2 separate regions of the Rattus norvegicus genome follow, and region 2 is linked to region 1. Evidence: chromatin contacts called from public Hi-C data. All regions are on one chromosome and are shown on one strand. The core of a region is the stretch at or near the end of the contact, and the rest is flanking DNA. Distances in the headings are between cores, read along the strand shown.

Region 1 (3,902 bases), core at 801-3,300:
GAGGGGCTGAACAGAGAGGAGAGGCCTGTGTGAAGGGAAGGTGAGTCTGGACTGCATGGGAAGGGGTGGGAAGGGCTCCCTGAGGAGTTCTTTCTAACTTTCCGACAGGACTTCACATCTCTGAAACCATATAACGAAGGTGACAATTTTATGGGCCAAGTTATACGTAGCACATTTTATGTTCCTAAGCGGCCTAAGTGCTTTTTGTAGGTCCTTCAAGGACACTAAAAAGTAAGTGTTGGGGGTGGAGTGATAGAAAGCTTGAGCCCTTGCTGCTGCTCCTACATAGGATGTAGGTTCGGTTCCTGACACCCATGTCAGGGGTCTCACAACCAACTGTAACTCTAGCTCCAGTGGCATACTGTGATTGTTTTGGCCTCTGAGGGCACCTGTACGCGCGCGCGCACACACACACACACACACACACACACGCACGCACGCACGCACGCACGCACGCACACACACACACACACACACACACACATTAAAATGAAAATAAATCACTAAAAAGTTTATCCCTCAGTTTGGCATGGCGGCTCCTGGTTGTAATCTCATCAAGAAGCTTAGGTAGGATTATTGCCTGGAACTGGCCTACAGTGTCTCAAAACCAAAACAAAGAAAGAAGGAAAGAAGAGAGGAGTAGGAGAGTTGGCTCACTGGTAAATGGTTTCCATGAAAGCACCAGGACCTGAGTTCAGATTCCCCAGAATCTGTCTGCATGAAAAGCTGGGCATAGAGAGCCTCTGTGTGCCAGGACTCCCGGCTGAGGGTGTGGGAGTGGCCAAGGCAGGCAGACCTGGAAGCTCGGAAGCTCCATAGACAGCTAGCCCAGTCAAATCAAAGAGTTTCAGGTTCAGTGAGAGCGCTCCCAAAGCAGAAGCAGGCGGATCTCTGTGAGTTCAAGGCCAGCCTAGTCTACAGCGTGAGTTCCCGGGCTACACAGAGAAACCATGTCTCAAAGAGCTAAAACAAAACAAAACAAAACAACAACAACAAAAACTCACCCCTATCCCCACTGCACCCTCACCCACCAAAAACCATAGAGGTGGAAGTGACTCAGAGGTTAAGAGTGCTTGCTGCATTTGCAGAGGACCAGGGTTCAGTCCCAAGCTCCCTGCATTGTTTTCTGTTTTGAGACCATCACTCCAGGCTTCATTTGCTGGGTCACACATTCTCCTATCCACCTGCCCCCCCTCAAGCTCAGAGCTCCCCTCAGGTGTCAAGTCAGTCATGTTTCAAACTTCCTCTGGAAACCAGAGCTCACAAAAGGAGGGGAAGGTGAGGGAAATATAGGATGAAGAGTTCTGAAGCCTGCGGGAGTAGCACCTGTGCTCTCCCTCCAAGACTATAGATCTCCTCAGAATGAGAAGTCAACTTCCGATGGACACACTATTGCTGGTTGGCCCTAACGAGGCCACGGGCTGACATCATCTAAGTCAAGAAGGCCTATTTCCCAGCATGCTCCACTGTCCACTGGACAGCTTCACAGAGCCCAGCTCCCTGCGCCTCAGGGTGAAACTGCTGCGGTAGATAGAATACTAGTTCTCCTACAGGCCTTTCTGGGCACAGGAAAAGAAACCCTTTCAGCTGGCAGACTCCAGCCAAGCTCTGTCCCCACTGCTGGAGGACATGACCTGTTTCATACACCCAACCTTCAATCCCCCTAGTCTGTGAGGCCCAGATCAGCCTGTGACAGAAGAGACCTGATCAAGAACAGACTTGGGAAGGATCAAAAATCAGGGCCCAGGGTGTATGCGTGTGTAGGGGCAACTGGTAATTCCACCCCACCTGCAGTGCTGGTGGAGGTGGGAGCCCAGCCAGCGGGTGACAGTGAGCGCCCAGGGGAGGCCTCGTGCCCTCTCTGTGAGGGTGACTGAATCTGCCAGCTGTGGGGCTTGTCCGTGCCAAGTCTGCCCTGGCTCCGTCTAGTCGTAATCGATGCTGGCGCCAGGCCAGGCCCCCTGCCAGCTCCGGTCACACTCGGCTAGCGCGAGAGGCCCAGCCCATTAACTCCTAGCCAAGGCCCATTGTCTGGGTCCCTGCCCGGTGGTTTATTTACTCCAGGCTGGACGGGAGGTGGCGGCCAGTGGGCGGGAGAGGATGGGGTGGCAGGGAAGGCCGGAGTGGGGCAGCCTTCAGAGCCCCAGGGCAGGGGCTGCTGTTGGGGCTTTTGTTGTGATTTTAGAGGCTTTGAAAGATTGCTGGTAGAAGCAGACGCACTTCCAAGCCCACCTCAGGGGTCTTCTCAGAGGTGCAGGCTCTGCAGACTATAGACCTTACACCCCACCCACGACCTGTACACACCACTCAACCTCAAAGCCCCTTGAAGTTTTTTTTACTTGTTTTTTTAACCTCGAACATCCTCTTTAGCTTTTTAAGTTGGCATTTAAATCTTTTTATCCCAAGGTCATCTTTTCCAGCGTCTTAGGAACGAACACATGCCTTTATTATACAGAATAGTCAAGAAATTTTAGAGGAAAATTATTAGTGACATTGTACAATTAAAATTTAACATCTTTCTTTTTTCTTTTCTGTTTTGTTTCAATTTTTCATTGCATCTACTTACTTATGTGTATGGTGTGAGTGGCTTGTGTCCTGGAAGGTAAGAGGACAGCTTTGATCCTCCCCTTTCCTCTTGTGGGTCCTGGGGATCAAACTCAGGATGTTAGCTTTGGCAGTAGACACCCTTCACGGTTGGAGCTGTTCACCTGGCTTGATTTCTCACTCATTTGTTTGTTTTGTTTGAGACAGAGTCTCACTCCCTAGCTGAGGCTACCCTGGAACTCATTATATATAGCCCAGGCTAGCCTCTAACTCACTTGTGGCCAGCCTCCTGCCACAAGTGCTGGGATTATAGTGTGAACTAGTGGATTTCTTTTAAATAGCCATTGCCGGCTAAATATCGCAGCCTTCTTTCTTCCCCAGAAGTTTGACACTGAATAAAAATGCGGACATGACCACTTTCCTATGTATAATTAAGGAGAAAGATTTTATTGTGGACACGTTGGAGAGAACAGCCAGAAGCATCTGCAAGAGTCCAGACTGACCATGGCCTACAGGTTAGACTGGGCCATGGGGGCATAGGGGTGGGGCGGAAAGGGGGCCTGGGCTAAGAGAGGAACCAAGAGGCCAAGAGAAGGCATAGTCAAAATGGCTGGGTTTTATAGGAAAAGAAAAACTGGGAGAAGGGAAGGGAAGCTCAGAGGCTGGAGATGGTTAGGGTAGAGAAGTGTGAAGAGAGCATCTGTAACGAATGCTTGCAATGCTGAGACCTGGCAGCCAGTGTCTGCTTTGATATGTAACACACACCACTCGATGTCCATTTAAAAGTTATAGTGGAACAAACTAACCTTTTTATTTATCTTTTGGAGACAAGATCTTACTGTGTAGTACAGGCTGGCCTCAAACTGAAGATCTTCCTGCTTCAACCTCCCAACTAATCCCTATTATTTATTTATATATTGAAGACAGGATTTCTCTGTGTAGCCCTGGATATCCTGGAACTTGCTCTGTTAAGAGAGAGTTTCCTGAGTCCAGCCATCTCAGGAACCGAGTTCCACCTTGCTGGCAGGATCAAAACTGAGTTCACGTTCCCAGGCCCCAGAATCCAGGTCCTGGCCTGCTTCTTCATGTTTGTCCATTAACCAAGACAGGATGCAAAGAAGGAAGATGCCGCTATCCCGTTATCTAGACTAAGGCACACAGCCCATAACTGTGCTGCCTGTCTTGACTTATTGACTCCATGCAGCTTGCCTCTCCTTTGGTCCCTTATCACCCTAAATTCCAGACTAGAGTCCAGGAGGGGGCCTGACGGCAGCAGCTGAATCAAGGACCCTGAAACCAGGTGACCCGGATAACCAGAGACCAATGTTAACTTCCATGCTTAACCCCTGATGTCAAAA
Region 2 (3,902 bases), core at 619-3,118, 38 kb before region 1:
GTACAGAGTTTGAGGTCATCCTGGTACACACAAGGCACCGTCTCAAAAAAACAAACAAAAACAAAAACAAAAACAAAAACAAAAACAAAGGAAGGAGAGGCTCTGCGGTTAGGAGCCCTGGTTGCTCCTGCAGAGAGGACTAGGTTTGGTTTCCACACCCACATGGTGGTTCATACCCATCTTTAACTCCAATTTCAGGGGATTCCACCTCCTCTTATAATCCCCTTGGGCATCAGGTACACAAACATACATGAAGACAAAAACACCCGCACAAATAAAGTAAAAATAAATACATCTAAAAACAGTTTTAAAAGAAAAACAGAAAGAAACCTAAGTAATTTAAAAAAAATTAAAACAAAAATGGCCAAAGACAGTTAAGTCTGGGAGCCCAGTTCACCCAGCTTGTGTCTTACAGCACACTGTAGGGAGAGACCACTGAGCCCAGCCTCTCTGCTTTGTGTCTATTGCAGCTCATTTAGGCTGTGGCAGGGTTTGGTTCCTTTCGCTGATTTCTGCCCCGCGCGCACCCTCGTTTTCCCCCAAATCCATCTTCTGCAAAGTCTTTGCTACCGGCCCGCTAGGAAATACAAATTCCTTGGGGCTGAAGAGATGGCTCAGTGGTTAAACGCACTAGTTGCTCTTCCAGAGGACCCAGGTTCAATTCCAAGGACCCACGTGGCAGCTCATAGACATCTGTAACTCCAGTTCCAGAAGACCTGCTGTCACAAAGACATATGCAAAACACTAATGCACATGAAATAAAAATAAACAAATTATTTTTAAAGGTACAAATTCCTCATCCTGTTATTCCAGGGGGTACCTCTGCAATCTGACCTAAATCTACCTGCCCTCCATACCTTCACATCCTAAACCATGGTGAGGATGCCTGATAGCTCAATAGAGGGGCCTGACCTTGCTTCCCAGACCTGCTCAGTACTTTATTCTAGCTCCCTGCCTTCTCCGGCTCACGACTGTTTCATTTGGTTTTTATTTAGTGAAAAATTCCCCATTCTTCAAGGCCCTATCCCAAAGTCTTTGCATATTATCCCTAAAATAGCACCATTCACGTTGGTTCCCATCATTCACAAGTAGAGTATAAGTTCATTGAGGTCAGGCACAGAAGTCTGACACTTAGACCAGTGCTTGGCACACAGTAGGTGTTCAAAAAAATGTGCACCCATCCCTAGATAGTATACGAGATGCGTTTTGCTTTCCTAGCAGCCTAAGAACAGCCCTCTGATGCTACCCAGGCTGCCCTTTTGATTTCTCCTCTTACAGAGTCTTTATAGCAATGATCTTGCATAGTCTAGACGAGAGGACATGGCCTTTCTTTGCACTTGATGGATCCAAATGTCATTTAGTTCTAGATGCAGACACACGTGTTCTCCTCTAGCTTTCCTCAGACACGCCCAACAGGCAAGAGGGCGGGCTTTTTGTTTTGTTTTGTTTTTTGTTTGTTTTGTTTTTCTCATTAGAGACCAGCAACTCCTTTTTTCCCCCGCTATACAAGTCGCGGCTGAAATCTCCCAGTCTCCTCCTGAGCCGGCTTTCTGGAAGTCCCGCAAAAATTCAGCCCATTTCCAAGTAGACAAAAGTCACTTAGGCGTCTTGTGCCCCCAACCTAGTGGAGAACCCAGGGACTCTCTGTCATTTCTGGGGCTTGCATTCGGAACCGAATCCTCACCCTTTACAGAGCTCCAATTGCGCTTCTGGCGGAGGTCAGAAATGTGCCCGGCCCCTTATAATGTTTCCAAGGGAAGGTTCGTACATTGGTGACTGTCCCTGGCAGCTGCCCAGCTTGAGACTTGGAGCTCCACTTGCCATTGGTCAGTGGTTGGAGTGACGCAAAGAAGGGCGGGGCCTCATCAGCTGTTTGCGGGATGCCCGGAGCGGGCGTATTTTGGAAACAATACCGCGCGGTGCGCGGTGGCCTCCTCCCGCGCCAGCTCACGCCCACAGCAGTCGCTGCCCGAGCCCGCGCCACCACCTCCCACCGCAGCCCGGTGAGCGCCCGGGCGGCCGGGGGCCAAGCAGAGTTGGGTCGTACCTCCTCCGGGAAGTGGGGAGCGGAGTCGCGCAGCGCGTGGGGGCCCGGGAAAGGGTTTGGACTGCGGGCATCTGGGGTGACCACGGGGAATTGGGGTGCAGGGATGTGGGGACGAGGTGCAGAGCACAAATTTGGGGTTGCTGCTCCAAGAGTGGCTTTCGGAAAGTATTTGGAATTCGGTGTTGAAAGTAGGTGAGCAAATGGTCCTGGGGTCCACTGCAAAGCTCCCGGGACGCTTTGGCCTCCGGGTGTAACTGTGGGGTGGGGCCGTGAGTTGTGGTGCGTTTCGCCTCCCTGCGGAGTCTGAAGGCTCCTCTTCTTAACAGCTGGAGTTTGTCCCCTTCTTCCCAATCGAGTGTGGGCGCCAAGTCCCCCGAGTGTTCGTCACCCTGGACCCTGGCGCAGAGCCCTGGCATCACGACTCGGAGGCTGAGACGCTGTCCTGGAGTCACCCAGGTGTGTGTGTGTGTGTGTGTGTGTGTGTGTGTGTGTGTGTGTGTGTGTGTGTGTGTGTGTGTGTGTGTATGTGCGTGCGCGTGTGTTCAGAGATCTTAGCCACTATCGAGTTTAAGGTATCTGGCTAGTGCTAACTCCTAAAAAGAGGAGGAGTTTATATTGAGCATCCTAGTTGGAGCGCGGAGGTTCTGGGGTGGCTCCAGCGGACTTTAAGCCCTTTGCTAGGAATAAAGCATTCCCTGGCTATGTTCTCAGGAAGTGCCCTCTTCCTACTAGTCTGGACATTACTACTTTAGCTCAGGGAAGCTGAGGGTCTCCACTTCTCTCCGGTTTACTTTTGACTTTGCCCAGAGCCCCTCCGAAGCTCTTACCAAGTGGAGAGCCACCTGCAGTTTCTGTGCAGAGTGGGAGGGGGGTCTCTGCGTTTTCAGAACCACACCCTCTGGCTGCACCTCCCCCACTGTCCAGTGTAGGCAAGGGTTGAACTTTGGGGCTTTGCTGGGTGGGGGAGGGGAGTGATAGGCTTCAAAAGAAACACCAAGACAATGACTCCTGCTTGTGATTGGCTCTGCGGAGTCCTTACTTTGGTTGGGATAGCCTCACTGCAAAGAAGTGTTTGAAGGACAGAAGAAGCTCTGCTAGGTGACATCTCTTGGTCCTTTCATCTGGGAACTTTATTTTCTGTTGCTGATAAGCTGGAGATACCCCTTACCTATCGGAACAATAGCAGGCATGGCATCATTCTTCAGGGAAGAGGGCACAAGACCACAGATAGCTCAGGGATGGGATGGGGTAAGGCTTCGGGGTTGAAGCAAAAACCCCACCGAGCTTGCATTTGGGAAAGGAAGGTTTCTGAACTTAACTGAGATTTCTTTAAAGACTTCACCCCACAAACCACTCAGCTTGTCTTCCAAAGGCAAGAAAGTGGAGATCAGAACTCTCTGGAATCCCCAGCCGAGTTCGACTAAGACAAAGTTTGTCTTTGCATTGCCTTAACCTTTTAGGTGCTGGCCGATTCTCCTGGTTGCCCCAGGGGCCCTAACTGAGGCAAGGTCAGTTTGGAAGTTCAAGCTGCTGGGTGACTCCCGAGTGCAGAATTTCATGAGCTGTCAGGTGGAGAGAAAGGAACTTAACACTAAGAAACAGCCCCACTGTGTAGGCACGGAGAGAGAGCACAGCAGGAGGGCTGAATTTCACTTCCTTCTGTGAGGCTCATTGTACCTATCTCAGGTTCAGCTTCGGCAGGAATGGGAAGCTGAGTGGATGAGGATTTGAAGTAGCTGGACACTTCGCTAGAGGCTGATTCAACCCTCAAGATTAACCTGTGGTGGGCAGATAGCTTTGCTCCTCTGGATGGGAGCTAAGCCAGCTGGCCAGCTGGAGTGACTAAGTTAGGTCC

The links. Hi-C and Micro-C count contacts between places; a contact is called where the count stands out from the background.
Region 2: a contact with region 1 is called in a Hi-C map of liver, with 2.2 times the contacts expected there. The contact joins the promoter of Bmf here to the enhancer-like site in region 1. A contact is called at or near these places in 3 of 12 Hi-C or Micro-C datasets (kidney, liver and mammary epithelial cells).

What each region holds. Positions count from the first base shown.
Region 1 is chr3:125,934,034-125,937,935 of GRCr8, reverse strand. It overlaps LOC120101638 (a long non-coding RNA gene), which reads left to right. Exons shown (of 3, transcript XR_005502383.2): 2 at 2,926-3,059; 3 at 3,472-3,902. Among named protein-coding and RNA genes, the nearest start is that of Srp14, 36 kb to the right of the region's middle. Within about 2 kb of position 2,050, at least 56 of the 93 cell types and tissues checked have an H3K27ac peak or open chromatin away from gene starts, as enhancers often do. A contact at or near this core is called in liver, where this site is marked.
Region 2 is chr3:125,972,030-125,975,931 of GRCr8, reverse strand. Bmf (Bcl2 modifying factor) reads left to right here and starts at 1,868. Exons shown (of 5, transcript NM_139258.2): 1 at 1,868-2,003; 2 at 2,374-2,503. The coding sequence starts at 1,881.